Regions from separate parts of the Anas platyrhynchos genome. Here region 1 is linked to region 2. Evidence: chromatin contacts called from public Hi-C data. All regions are on one chromosome and are shown on one strand. Each heading gives the region's core, a stretch centred on a gene start, on an enhancer-like site or on the middle of the called end of the contact. The rest is flanking DNA. Distances are from core to core; before and after follow the strand shown. Region 1 overlaps ABLIM1 (actin binding LIM protein 1). Region 2 overlaps ABLIM1 (actin binding LIM protein 1).

Region 1 (7,774 bases), core at 3,216-5,715, 63 kb after region 2:
CATCTTGTTCATTAAGTAAATGCTTTTTCTTTCAGAGCGAAAATGTATTAGCAGAAGGAGTGACTTTTATTCCCACCAGAGGCTGGCATTTACCAAATCTTCACAATAAATAACTTTGAGTGAGATCCTCAGCTGGTTATGGTTGCTCTTGCTCTGTTTTTTGCTTTCAAATAATCTTTTTTTTTTTTTTTTTTTTTTTTTAACTTTGACACAATTTGGTTGCAATTGTGATCTGCTTGCTGAACAACTCTCAAGGAAAAGAAAAATATTTCACTCTGTCAGTGACAAGAAAACTTACATCCTCGCTTTTCTCAAGAAAAACACAACCCTCAAAGTCAGCTAATACCCAAACGAAAAGCCTGGTTGAAGAATTAATTCATAATGAGTAACTGCTGTAAAGATACAAAATCAGATTTCCAAAAGCAAAAAAGTGACAGGCAGGCATCAGTTGTGCAGATGTTCTCCTTCAACCCAAACACACGTGGCTTTATTTGTGTCAGGAGTTTTAATATAATACACCAAGGCTGACTGTCAGCACAGAAATTCCTCAGTGTGAGGCATGATGTAAGGGAGTGAACCAGACTCAGCATCACAGGACCCTGAGAGCACACCTGTCCTCGGCATCAGGCTTCACACATCACCTGGTGTGAATCTTTAAAACCGAAGTTTAATTTACCAGTCTCTGTGATACACTTCCCAGTGTATCAAGTTCAGCGGTCAGCAATTACAGGCTATAACATCACACAACTCTTCATCTAACCTGACCAAGTTCCAACCTAAAAAATAAACATCTACAAGTCCCACGGGAAGCCAGGTGTCAGGATTCAGTTCCTTCTGTCTCCTATACTAAATTTGTTAACAGGATGTTTATGAACTTTTTTCCTGTGACAGCTTCATCCATCAATTAAAACAGCTCCTTTCCCTTCGCTAGTGCCACGTACTCCTGGATGTGTTCCCTGACAGGTACATCTTCTCTCAGCATCTGTTCTGTTAGGCTCCACCAACACACACCAGTTTAGAGAAGTTGGGGTTTACCCACCCACCATCAGCCTGCCATCAAACAAGGGGTGAGCATTCTCCTTGACAGTCATTCCCCCAATGGTTAATTCCTAATGGGCAGCAAAAGTCCCTAGTCCCCAACTACACAAATATCACTTACTTACTAAAACTTAATTTTAACCTGTTTCTATGATTTGCCCCAACTCCTACGACATGCTGATCCCTACTTGGCACTGAATATGCCAACCAAATTTGCCATCAGTACACTTGGTTAGCAGACACCTATGTTTTCCATCTGTATGACCCCATAATCTCTTCCACCTTGATCAGTAATTTCTCAAAAACAAATATTCAAGTTTACAAATGTCTCCATATTTCATCTGTCATGTTTTACATGAGTATGTGAAAAGAGACCCCTCCTCAGACACTCTTGCAGCAGGCTCAAATCAGGTCAAAGGAATTCTGTACCCCAGAGATAAAAATCAGCAACAATGGTTAAGTTCTGTCATTAAGACTGCTCAAATGAGTCTGCAGTTCAGCTGACCTGCTCTACATTTTCAGAATAACCAGAGCATTGTTTCGGGGGTTAATGAGAAGTTCAGCCATTCATACTTCAGTAACACTGAGACACCACTGGAGGTAGCAACATCCCTGCATCAATTCAAACCTGATCAGGTGGGATAACCACCAGACAGGGGGGCAAATTAAGACATAAAGAGAAAGGAATGCCTAAGTCTAACTTTGCACGCCACAGATCAGGGGCAAAGCCAGAGCAAGAAGCTAGGTGTTACACCACTCCAGGCAGGACCCCACAAGACAGCTTTTCAGTTCTGTTTTCATGTGCAAGTACTGACACAGCCAATAGGAGAAGTAAAAATGACAACACATGAGCAATTTTACACAACTGAAAAATCAGCTGTCTCTCTCTTTTTGGTAACTGTTGCTTAGACCAATCACCAGTAGCTGAGGACCAAGGCTCTAAAATTTGCTAGAAAGGGAAAACCTGAAGCAGTTAATGGCTTTTACAGCACTTCGTGTGCTTTAAGTATAAAGCACAGTTGATAAGGAAAAATACTGGGAGAATTCAAATGATGCCTTATAGTTCTTTTTTGCTTCAAGGCAATTTTTATCACAGCCTACTGAATTATATTAAAAATCCTTTCATTAAATTTTTATTACCACTGACAATACTAAGTATGAGATGTGACTTCAGACCAAGAAAATTTTCTTTCTTATCACAGTGATTAAAGCAAGGTAATTCGGAAACCTAAGTAAGAGGGGTTTTTGTTTGTTTGTTTGTTTTTTAACTTCAACACCTGTCTAGTCAATAGCCACACAGCGAATTTCAGAATGTCAAGCACTAGTGAATCTGAATAAATAAGGTTTTGTTGTTGTTTTTTTGTTATGTTAAGCAGGGAAAACTGAAAGTGGTAGCATAACAGACCTCAGGATTATATGCACTCTGTTTATCTAACAAATGAGCAGTAAAAAAAAAAAAAAGTTAAATAGAGAAATACAGGATTATAATTTACAAAAATTGGTAGGTCAAAAGAGAGGAAGATATGGAGATTTATTCTTCTTTTAACTCACATTCCCATGCTTTTATACCTGTGAGCTTTATTTAGAAGTAGGGCAATGACATTTGCTTCTAGTTATTTCAAATGCATCGGGGCTGCCTTGCAGAATCAGCGGTTCTGTTATTTATTTATTATCTGTGGTACAAGGGCAGAAGCCAAGAACCAGGCTCAGCACTACCTGCCACCCCTAACCGGTAGCTCAGCATTGCTGCTTCTATCACTCAGCACCCCATGCACAGGGAGCTCACCTGGGTGCAAGTCCTTTCTTCTTTCTGCCCCAAATTTTCTGCTAAAGTAAGTGAAGTCTGTCCAGGACTTATATGTGGGACAAGAGACCAAAAATACAGAAACTCCTATTGACCAACATTCAGCAGGTCATTTGAACAGGGTTTAAAAGGAAGAGCCCTTTCAAGCAAGAGCAATGAATGCACCGGGGATGGAGAAGGAGATCCCTGGTAGTGTGAATTCTGGAACTCCTACGGGGTCAGCTGCTATCTGATGGCTGGCACCTCTCCAAGCAGGAGGTGTGTGTAGAACTGGGTACTGTGATGCTGTTCCAGAGGAAGCTCTCATTGCTGAACAGAGGGGAGCCATCACTCCCCTTGATCTGAAAGCTACATTCTTGAAAACCTTGTAAATTTTATTCCCCTGCAGAGTGAGCTCTCAGTGTCACAAGCAAGCTTGTCTGGGCATAGTGCTGACTCTCATTTTACCTGTCCATCAGGTCCCACTAGTCCTTCTCTGCTCGTGGATGCTCCCAGCCTGCCTGGTTCTTCCATCCAACGTGCCAGACTCCATTTGTCCTTGCAGAACACCCCAAGTCCCCCGCTGGCCCATCCTTCCAGGTGGCTCACGTGCCTCTGAGTGGGAACCCTGCTTTCCCTCCAGCTACTGGCTGCTCTCCCAGTTCGATGCCACCCGTGAACTTTCTAACGGGGCATTCTGCCCCTCTATTTGGGTCACTGAGGAAGATGTTGAACAGCAGTAACTCCAGTATCAACACCTGAGGTACCCTGCTTGGGACAGGCTGCTAGACGCTCCTTCAGCCTAATGATCTAGCCAGTTCTCCAAAAATCTAGCCTACCCAGTGAGTCCACGACCCCAGTCTGACTGCAAATAGGCTCTATCAGACGTTGTGTCAGCTTGAAGAACAGCAAGCACACTCAGTGCAAAGCTGCACCACTACTACACACCAAAGCCTGGACAAAATGGGTTGAAGGATGACCACCCCGAGTGAAACTTGGCAGTTAGCACTACAAAGAGCTGTTGTGCCATTTCAGAAGCCCAAGATGTTCATAGCCACGCATCCCATATGGAAACAGACGACACTTTGGTCACCACCTGAGAATTCCTCCCTTTCCCCTGCATTACTAGCAACAGCTTTCTCTTCTGTCCATTTTCTTCCTATTACTTTCACAGAAGGGAAACTAGCAAGGCGTTTTAACACCTCATTCTCTTGTTATTAATTAACCTGCCCTCCTGCAATGAACAGAAAGCAGCTAAGATGTCTTCTATTTAAAGAATGAGCTGTCATAGTTACCCATCCATCTCAGATCAACCAGAAAATAATTCCACACCCTTCAGCATCTGAGAGCACATGGAACAATTTAATGGGCAAAAATTAATGCAAGCCAGTGAGATTTAGCTGGCATTTGACTGAACACTTAGTCAGCAGTCTGTGCACACTGATGACACCTACACACTTATTCTACTAATTTCTATCATGAGTTTCACATTTGTTCCGTGATAAATTAAGAGTTTATTAAAAAAAAAAAAAAAAAAAAAAAAAGAGCCAACAAATTGTTTGGCCTTTTAGCAGGCTGTTTATGTACGCTAAAGAGAATCAAAAGTCTAGCTCAAGGTCAACTGCGTTGCCAAAGAAGGTGGTTCAAAACAAATTCCACCCAGAGTGTGTCTCTGATCCCAGATTTGTAAGGCTGGAGAGCACATACCTTACAGACACCTACACTGGAAACACAAATCCTTTGTTCCATCCTCTGTGAGCGTTGGTCCATTTTGCGCAGACACTTTTACAGGGATCACATATTCTTGGAAGCTCAGTTTCCAGATAGCTTTACTGTTGTGTCACTAATTTTTCCAGCTCAGAACTATTTCCAGCTACAGACTAAATGCTATTTTTAATCTTAAATTCTGTCTCATTGCTAGGCTTAAATTCATTGTGTTCTTCAAGATTCATTTTGGATTCTTCTCATACTTTTGCAATGCCAAGAAAATTCTACCAGTGATCTCTAGATTAAATTCACAATGATCATTCTTTTATCAATCTAAAATACTAAAATAATAATAAAGCATGGTGTTACCCCTCAATTTTTAAAAACTCTTAAATGCTGTATCGAGTTTAGACCTCAAATTCAAGACAAATCAGTTTCTTTTAGACTTGATTCGTCTCATCTCCATGCCACCTATACCCTATTCCCAGAGGCACCAGAGTACTTCTAACAACTGTCTTCTAAAATCTCCAGCTGGCCTGACCATGCCAATCCTTCCCTCACCTCCGAGTCATCTGTCTCAGCAGACTTGGTCATACCCTTTCACTATTACCGCCAATTAATTTGCAAAGCTGTCGTTTCAGGACCTCTGCAACAAGAGTCCCATTTTCCAAAAGTCAGTTTCAGCAAATCCAAGCGTACAAAGCAGCTTCCAAAGTAAACAAATGAGCTGGGCCATCACAGCCATGCCTATTGTTCTTCAATTATAACCACATGAAAAAAATAAAAACAAAAATCTAATCCTGGGAATAATTAATGACACCTATGTCCTGATATGCGTATTACTCACACGGTCAGAAATCAAAAGCACTGCTCTTCTATGCCAATAGCATTCCTTCTGCATAAAACCACATTAAAACCAGAGAAAAACCTAAGAGCTTTTCTATCTCATGGAGGCAGTTTAAGAAATAAAAAAACTTGCTAGCTTATAGTATAGCTAAAGCAGATGAAAAATCCTGGCTTCTCTAAAGGCACTGCTTCCTACTCAACTTCACTCCTTTCCAACAAAACACAAACACACACAGATCTAAAGGAATTCACATAAATTTCAATGTACATTGTGAGTAAAGCTATCATAAGGCAATCTGACAGGAGGTGGGTTAGAAATACCTTGGAAATATTTTAACGGCTCCAGTGCCTTGGAGAGGTGACAAACCGGTCGCTGCTAGCACTAAATAATACAAATGCTTATTTAAAAGTTGGTGAAATACATGTTCCAGGCCTGCCTGTAGTGACAACTCTTGTTTACGGCTCAGGAAAAACAAATTTCTATTTAAGGAAAAACTGTTCTTGGAGAAAACGGTTCCAAATCTTTCCTTAAAGGCATTCCCACGTAAACTTTATTTCCTGTGTAAGCCCCATTAGGCATGGGAGAGGTAAGGGCTCTGCAAGCTCACAGCCTCCGAAGCAGGGCTGGACAAACAAGCTGACGTTGTTGCCAGCCCAAGTGACCACCAGGTTATGTCCTTGGTTGCCCCACTGGGGGGCCAGAAATACATCCCTGTGCTCTGAGATGACAGTATTTATTCCAGAAGTGAGAGCCAATGCCTCCACCCTCGAAACATGTGAGATAAGGTTTGGCTGTCCCCAGAATAGTACGAGCATCACCTACACAGGCGCTGGGAGCACGCTAGGAGGCATCCAGCAGCCTGGATGGAGCACGGCTGGCAGCAGCAGCTGCTGACAGGCTGCCAGCACCCGGCCCGAACTGCAGCAACAAAAACAACTTCATTAGCGGGCAGCCACAGTCTGCGCTGACTTCAGCTCCTGGATGATTTCCACACACAGCCCGCTGCCTGTCTTTAGCCCAGTGTAGCTACAGCTTCACAAGCAAGGCTTTAAGGTAGCAGAGCATTTTCTGACTGGGTAGTGTCCATCACAGAAGGGACCGGCTCTTTTGTTGTGGTCCCAGTGCAGCATCTCATTACTGCCATATGCCTCAGCAGCACTACCGTGGAAACAACCGATTCTGTAGCAAGGGTCTGCAGCTCTTGGGAAGTCAATGCACTTGGCATCTGAGGGGCTAGATGACAAAAAAATAAAATAAAAAAATAATATAATAAACCCCTCTGCATATCCCTTAGAATTACTCCATAAAAGTGGAGGCCTTTTCTGAGCAGCTCTGAGTATGAAAGGGATCTCCTGGGCTGCTGAATTAGTGCCTGAGACCAGCACAATCCTTTAATATAGTAGCATAAGAGAGGACCTGAACCAGAAGAGAAGCTCAAACAGACACACTTTCCTGAGTGGCAGAGGAAGGTGTCCGTCAGAACACTCTCAAGCACAATTTTTCTGTGTGGCAGAGCGGCACAGGCACAGCAGCAGTGCCATCCAGCTGGAATTCGCAGCTCAGAGCAGTCCCCATGCACCCAGTCTTTCCTCCGGTCTCCCAGCCTTCCCGAATGTACAAGCAGGATTCAGCTTTTTCAGAACACGTTTGTCTGAGTCACCAGTGAGAACAGCAGCCACCAAAGTCACAGGCTGGGGCTAACTGGCAGGAGGTGGCACACAGGAAGCCTTCAGGGCACGGAGCCAGGCCAGGAGCCATGTTCCCTGGGGAGCCTGCCATTCCTCGCTCCCAGCAGCTGGACCCCTGCAGAAATTCTGGCTGAAACGCTGGAAAATGTGTCTAAAGACTCACTCGCTCAGCTGTGGGTGAAGGTGCCATACATCAGAGCCAGGGGAAAGCAAATGGAAATTACTGCACTGGGAGTAAGAGGCACTGGGCTTGAGGCAATGGCTGTGCGTGGAGGAGAGACCTGGGCACGGGGGACGTGGCGAGGTGGTGTGACACAGGGCTGCCTGCAGCCCACTGGGACACCGCCGTGTCGCTCTGTTATAATGACTTGCTATGGCACAGGCAGATTTACTTTGGAGAGCTTGCAGTCTTCAAAGACGGACTATAATGGGTTTTCTGCCTGCAGACATTTCAGAAAATTAATTCAAATTAACTTCTGAAATGAATTACATAAAGTACTTTAAAGCTTTTTGTGGACACTCTTGTTCATAACTAAGAGTGACCTTAATTTCAGTTAGCGCATTACAAGAATAAATTAAGATCAATCAGAGCACCTTCCAGTCTGAATTCACATCCTTGTTTAATCTGGAGGAATCGTTCCTATGTCCCTCCATCGGACTGTGTCAGCTGCCACAAAAGGCTGGAGAGCAAACAGAAACAAACACCCCTGC
Region 2 (7,601 bases), core at 2,426-4,925:
CAGGTGTGTAAGCATGTAGCTAGAATACAAAGAAAAATAGGAAGAGCTTAAGACAGTACAAACCAGGCAATCATGATGCTGTGTAACAGCTTGGACACTGTTTAACACAAATACTAATTGACCAGATACACTACTTACATTATGCTTTTACTAAGACCCAAACAAAATAACTTTATGACTTTGGCAGAAGCTTGAAAACCATTAACCATCCAAGCCATCAACATTACACTTCTAGTCTTTCACAACCCAGTTCAGCATCATCTCTCCTCTCTGATTTGATTTTTAAATACCAGGCTCTTGCCCCCTGCACCTGTGTTGCTCTGCACAGATCCTCGTCACTTTGCTTTATAGAGCATGTCTCATTTGTCATGCTGTCATATGAAATAAAGCCAGAAGAAAAAAAGACCACCAACCATTTCATTTGTCTGCAAGGCTGCATACAGGTATTTGGCCTTAAATTTCCTGCTGACTTCAAGGAAAATCCCAAAGCTAATGAACTCTGTTCATCCACCAGTGTCTAATGAACACAGATGACTAAATTATGAATTAAAGCATCTGTATACTTAAAAAGACTGTCTTAGAAAAAAAAAAAAAAAAAGAATAAAAAAGGAGTCACTGAAATGTTCTTTAAGAAAAAAGCTATAATTATTCCAAGTAATATATGTGGAGCAAAAAAAATATATATTAATATAAACAGAGTAAAGAAGTACCACAGACCCAACTAGTCTTAAAGAAAAAAGGAAAATGAACTTTTTGGTATTTTTTCTTCTGATTGCCGTGGGTGTGCACTATAAGAGTGTAATAATATTCAGGCTCATGATATTCAAGATCTTAACCCCTGTATTTAGAGGCATTTGATTCTCCTTGAAAGCATCCAAGAAAAGCTATCAACAAACCTTTCATTTATGTGAAATAACAGACATCAGCAAACTGTGTGTCAACATTAATGCGGACATTCCAGTGGATACAAAGCTTCCTTTTTTACATTACATAAACCAACCAAACCTGATACACTTTCAGTCTATGGAATTTCCTCACCTCCAACTTTCTTTGTTTTAAGGAAAACTGCCTCCAGTAATCTACGTGAAAGTAATCAGGCAAAACAGAACACAATATAGTCTGGAAAATAGATGCACAGTATGAATGAGATTCTTTTCTAGAAGAACTTATGTTTAAAAAAAAATCTTTTCAAAGAAGGGTGAAGTATTAGAAAAGATTGATGTGTCTCATTCAGCCAGCAGGAGAGAAGTGGAAGCAATCTGGAACAGCTTACACTAATTAAAATTTACTCTTCAGTGCCAGCAAGAAAGGCGTCTCAGTATCTAAGTCAACTTTTGTGTGAAGCTAAAGCAGCAGCTGGCATATCTCTGAACACACTCTATTAGGAGGATGCTTCATTAGTATTCTTTTAATTGAAGTTGTCTGTACTTATGAGCATATACTGGTCCTGCTTTCATTTGTCGGTTTTGGAGAGTTTTGCTCTAAAATGACCAAAACCTCTACACTATCTCCCACGACTATTTTCTACAACTATCTGTCCACAAAAGATGATACACAGTGGCAGGTACTTGCAGATCTCTACCTAGTGCACACTGAATTGGTAACAGCAGGAGCTCTCTTGTTCTGTGTACTGGTAAGTTTGCCCAGCAGGACCCAATTTTGATTTAAAAAACAAAATCTCAGCACAAGTGAGAGTCAAAATTATGTATTACCATCCCTGCTACCTATGGTTTCAGTTTGGAACCCAAACAGACAATTCTAGCAGAGACTATGGCTATCAAGAAGTGACTCCCCAGCTCTGTCACTTGTCATCAGTGATACAACTCCTATAAATACTGTTTGCTAGGTAGCGTTTTGGCACCTGGAGTCTCATCATGGGGAAGGGGCCCCAGTGCTGGACAAGCACACCCCTCTTGGAGAACCAGGTCTACTGTGATCCAGATACTCCTCTCACTGAACACCACTAGTTTGGGAACCAATGCTATGACAGAGAAAAAGAACGTCAGTGCTGTCCACATCGCTAGGTCCTCCAAGTCCTTGCTGGTTATCACTCCTAGATATCAGAAATTCAAACAAGTATGATTTCCACATGATTCCTTTAACTCAGAATGATTCTCTGGGTGCCTGCAGGTCTGCATACAACTTTATGTTGGTTTATAATTCTTCTAAATATTTTTAGAGTTTCCTTAACTCTTCGTTAACCAATCAGGCCTGGGCTTTTTCAGCTCCAAAGCCACAGTTAGAGTGGAATATTATGGCTTAACAGACAGAAAGGCATGATATGAAAATATGCCTTTCTTTTCCCATTTTCCTAAGGGTCTGAGTACATGCTCTCAGTCAAATCAGAACCTGAGATTCTCTTCACTCATCTGCTGAGCACAAACCTTATCCAACTATGCCTTTACATTGCCCTTCATAATCCCAGGATCTCAAAGCCAAGTACCAGTAGAAAATACAGAAAGCCTCCCTCAACAAAACCAAAATTGCTGGTAAACTACCTAGCATCACAAAAAAAATCTGCAGTCATTTTGAATTATAAAACTATGCTGGGTAAATCATTACAAATTAACCTCCTAAGTGCAATCCAGAAGTCAGAGAAAGAATCAGAAATTCCAAAAGATTTAATGGTTAAGTTACCACAGGCAGAGCTGAATACTTCCTGTGAATCAGTAATTTACAAATTCTCTTATAAGCATTAAAACTCAACAGCAAACCAAGTTAATTTCCCTTTGAAACTTTCTTCACCCTCTCTTTCCCCTTAACTTGATTTCTCTCTCTCTCTTTTTTTTTTTTTAAACAATAATGGTTTCTTAAGAACCATTCCTGAAAACGGTTCCTGATCACAAATCCATTTCAGTATCAATCTACCAGAGGCATAAACCTGGTGATACCCCTCTTTAAAGGATAATTTAAATAAATTGAAGTGTTAAACAGTGGAAGAAAATTAATTTCCTCTAACATTGTCCTTTTCTGAATACTTCAGCTTGTGCAAATATATATGGAAAAACTGGAATCTCTTAACTCTGAAACCCCTCACTGCATCAAAAGGACACTTTTACAGTGTCTATAAAAGAAAATGAGCCCTTCAAAATATCCAATTTCTGGGTAAAAGTCATTTGTTCATACAGAAATAACTAAGTGTAAATGTCTCTTCCAACCTGTAGTACCAGATACTTAAAAAAAAAAAAAAAAAAGAAAGAAAGAAAGAAAAGGATGGCTTCCAGAGACAGTCTACACTTCTAAAAGGAGGAGAAAAAAATTAAATCAAGAAGATTGAATTGAGACAGTTTCAATCAAATGCTGATGAGCTCAGAAAGTGAAAGGATTCAGAAAGAAGATGGAATACTTACTGCTGGAGGCAGACAATTCTTTGGGGCTGGAGGACATTGGCTGAGCACACAACTGACAGAGACAATCCCTTCCATTAAAGGTAACTCGATCACCTGGTGGAAATGGGCGCCTGGAGAGTTAAAAAGAAAAATCTATTTTAGCAAAGGTTACACCAGAAATTCTGTTCTGTTCCACATGCCTCAAGTTTGCTGCCTTCCACCAGTGCAATTAATATTTTACAGAAACTCAGGCCAAAGAGTTTCTGCAATGTGGCCTTGGCAAAGCCAGGCACTGGAAGAAATCCAATCCACAGATGCAAGCAGAGCAGAGGTTAGACTTGCCTTGTATTTTGGTTTCAAAATGTTATACAACATACTTTATCTAAAGAGAAGAACATCTTGAGACTTGTGTCTCATGGTGACGACTTTCTCCCTGTTTTTCTGGTACTGGGTTCAGGCCACACTAGTTGAAAGGGATGACTTACTTGCAAACAGTACAGGCAAAGCAGGTTGGATGGTAAGTTTTTCCCAGAGCTGTCACAACTTCTCCTTCAACGAACTCCCCACAGCCGTTGCAGCGGGTACCATACATGCGCTGGTAATCCAAAGTACAAAGGTATTCCCCATTCTTAATGAAAAAGCCTCCTTGTGCCAAGTCACAGCCACACACTGGAAGAAAAAACAAAAAAAAAACACACATACAGATTGGAAAAATATACCTACAAAGGATGTTAGCAACACTCTATGATGCCTACAAATGAGAGGACCCTGGTGGTCTTGCTTCCTTCTGTCAGATTCTTGCCTTTTCCTACTGTCACTGCAGGCCTTGACTTCCCAGAAAATGACTGGCATTCTCTGGCTACAAGAGACTTTGTGATAAAGAGTTAAAAAATGGAACTTAGGATTGACTGGTATGCTATGAAGCATAAAATATGACATAGTGAAAGATACTACCTCCCAAGTAACTGCTTTTATAAAATTTTCGAGTCACTCAGAACTCCTTCTGTTGCTGTTTCTTTAAAAGCTGGAGTTATTTGGAATGCATACCACATTAAAAAGAAAAATGTCTCATAACAAAAACTTGGGGCTCATGTTCCCCACTTATTGCCTGTTGCATTGTGTTTGCCTTTCTGATCTCATTCTGAGATGATCACTTAAACTGAAAAGCTCATTCTCTGAGCAGCTGAATCTTAAACAACTGCCACTGACTGGGGAAAGCAAAATCCTTAAACCAACCCTACTGAATTACAGGGGATGCATGTTTTTTAACCTAAGAAAGACACTGGAGGCAGCTGAAATATTTTTTTTAATTATTTTAGACAAGTGGTAGATGTGGACGCATTCTTAGGGGAAATTGCTAAACAGGGCCTACCTTCTAAGATAGGTTTTGCATTGTGTTTACTCCTGGTTATCACCAAATTACAGATTCACTAAGAACAGGATGCTCATGACTTTTTGTTTTCATGACATACGTGCTTAAAGAACCTGCTCACTTCAGCACATCTTTGGCACACCACTGGACCTTGTGGGAGTTTGCCTCAAATCACCTGAAGCACTTGCAAGAATGCTTCTAACACAGGAAGGAAGAGGTTAAGCCTCTGCCCAACATCAAGCAAATCACTTATTTCCCTGCAACACCACCAAGCAGGCTTTGCAGATGGAGGCAGTTTTACTGTGGCAGTATCAGGCTGCAGCTGAATTTGTGCTCCTTGCTGAAAGACAAGGCTGTCTTACGTCTTCGTTCAGGGTCAGCACACTGCTATCTCACTAACCCTGCCAAAATCTCTGTGTGGGGCCACACTGTAATCTGTGAATGAACCTATTTGTTTGGAGCTAGCTTGGAGAACAGTTTTTTACAGCCTCCCTACTCCACGGGTTCAGTTAACGGTGGTGGATGAGTCTTTCAGATTAACATAACGTTTTAGAGAGAAGATCATAGCAATATTGATTCTGACAGCAACAACAACATAAAAGACCACAACTACACAGCAAGGAAGTAACGGGTGCAGTCACTTGCTTATTTCCTCGTGGAATACAGTGTTGTAGAAATCAAGATAAATCAGATGGTCATGAAAAAATAATACATCTGACAGAAAAATTTTACGCGGTACCTGGACTAGTGGGGATTTCCCCAGAGGCACTCATTGATTTTAGGCCATGAAAGCAGTCAGAACAATTCTTTCTTGTAAGGGCACATGGAAGAGACTTAGGAAGGAATAAGGTAAGACTGCATTATCTTCTTTTTGCCTGGAAATCAGACAACCTTTTTGACACCAAGTCATGAACAGGGTGATACTACCCACTCTGTGGCCTGGTCTGCAAAGCCACAGTACAGCCTAAACTGGGATTTTCATCTATTTTCCCAGCTGAAACTATTCCAGGGTTGTTCAACCCTGGAACCTGCCCACAGGTCTCTAATTCACTTGCCCAAGGAAGATGGAGTTTGTACCAACGCAATCCTGCTTTCACTTCAGGTATAGGAGATGAGCAGAAGATACGATTTCATAAATACAACAGATTTTACTATTTTATACACTATCACACATTTTTCCCCTCAGGCATGCGCTTTCTTATAAGAAGCTTTCATGTTGCTGCTTCTTTTTGAACCAATGACTATTTCAGGAATGTTGTGTGGTTTTGATTAACTCCTCCATTCCCCAGATAATGCTGAGCTATCGCACCTTCACTGCATCAATACTTTTTGCATTGCTTTAAAAAGTACATTTGAAATGTTCAGGGTAAACCATCAGTATTTAGTTACACACAAATACTGTGAGAAGGCTGCAGTAAAGACAGTCAAGCATTAAAAATCTAGCCACATCTCCGCTATCTATAATTTATGATACGTGCAGCCAAACCATATGACAGCATAGTGGATCTTGAATATGGCAAATGGGAATAAAGAGTATTAACCATCTGTATTTTGGACAAAGTCATTTCCCAAGAACTGTTATTGCCTTTGAGTGGCTAATCTGCATTGGTTGTGTGTTGGTCTTTTACACACTGTATTCCCTGTACTTCATGGATTAAATAACACTGCATTTGAATATGAAATTGTAGCTACATAAAATGCTAGTTGTGTACTACTTTACTTGGAAAAATAAGTGTGTTTATTAAAGGGTGAGAGACCAGTCGATGATTCCTGTGAGCTGGCAGTTTTTCACTATTAAATGTTTATTCACCAGGAACCTGTTTTGCTGTAAGAAAATATTCATAGTGCTACTTTGGCATTTTTGGTCAACTTAAGAGGCAGAAAGCAATCCATCCCCAAACTGTCAACTCCTATGAAGGGAAAGTGACACAAGAGATAGGAGACTGAATTTTACAATTCTTCTATAGTTTGGGCTGAACCAAGGACTTGAACCTGAATCTAAAATACAAAAGTAGCACTGAAAATACTGGACTGTTTACTTCATGTGTTGTTTTTTTTTTTTTTTTTTTTAAAGTCCTCTTTATAGACCTCTGTGGGAAAGCATAAATATGAGCTGCTAGATAACTTCTTAAAAGGACATGCATGTGGCAGCTCCCAGGCATTTTTAAATGTTATTGTAACAGTAATTAATAGAATACTAATAAAGATCACACGCTAAAATGCAAGTTAGAATTTAAGAAGCATCAGTACTAGCATTCTTCCAGTTTCCCATTTCTGCATAGACCAGTGTTAATATTTATATGCAAACAAATACCATTTCACAGTGGCATTAAACCCACAATCAGCTAAAACTCAATTATCAGTGACTGAGGAGAGTGACAAAGAGCTACAGTTAAAGCTCTATCATAATGCTCCAAAAAATGTTCTAAACTGGTTTTCAGGTACACTTCCAGAAAAAAAAAAAAAAAAAGAAAAAAAAAAGAAAAAAAAAAAAACCTTTTTAATTCTTCCTTTTTTTTTTTCTCCTGATTTCCATTTTGTTTCAAATACTCTTTCCAAGTTAACATTACATTATGTAACCATATCAGGCAGAAAATAATGTGATCTCCACATCACAGGTAAGGTAAGACCTTAGACTTACCTTGTTTTGGGGGCTACCAAGACTTTTTCCACTGGACATCCAGAAGCAAAGCACAAGCATATTTACAATAGGTTTGCTCTGCTTTAACGCCTAGATGTTGTTAGGGATTACTTCAGTATTCAGACTGCCAGATCCTGTGGTTACGCTGCATGGACTGGAGTACTGGTATGGAATGCCCCATACTGGATGCTTCAGAAGGTGCTAAATGTCACGAGGAGTTATGGAGTGCTCATGTGTCTACATGCAAGTTTCTTCCTAA

The links. Hi-C and Micro-C count contacts between places; a contact is called where the count stands out from the background.
Region 1: a contact with region 2 is called in a Hi-C map of F5 follicle, with 2.1 times the contacts expected there. The contact joins two enhancer-like sites. A contact is called at or near these places in 2 of 8 Hi-C or Micro-C datasets (F5 follicle and liver).

The regions. Positions count from the first base shown.
Region 1 is chr6:33,112,831-33,120,604 of IASCAAS_PekinDuck_T2T, forward strand. The region is part of intron 1 of ABLIM1 (actin binding LIM protein 1); the gene reads right to left. Among named protein-coding and RNA genes, the nearest start is that of ABLIM1, 37 kb to the right of the region's middle. Within about 2 kb of position 4,466, at least 1 of the 8 cell types and tissues checked has an H3K27ac peak or open chromatin away from gene starts, as enhancers often do. A contact at or near this core is called in F5 follicle, where this site is marked.
Region 2 is chr6:33,050,711-33,058,311 of IASCAAS_PekinDuck_T2T, forward strand. ABLIM1 (actin binding LIM protein 1) reads right to left here. Exons shown (of 23, transcript XM_072039808.1): 3 at 3,815-3,998; 4 at 3,351-3,460. Among named protein-coding and RNA genes, the nearest start is that of ABLIM1, 99 kb to the right of the region's middle. Within about 2 kb of position 3,676, at least 5 of the 8 cell types and tissues checked have an H3K27ac peak or open chromatin away from gene starts, as enhancers often do. A contact at or near this core is called in F5 follicle, where this site is marked.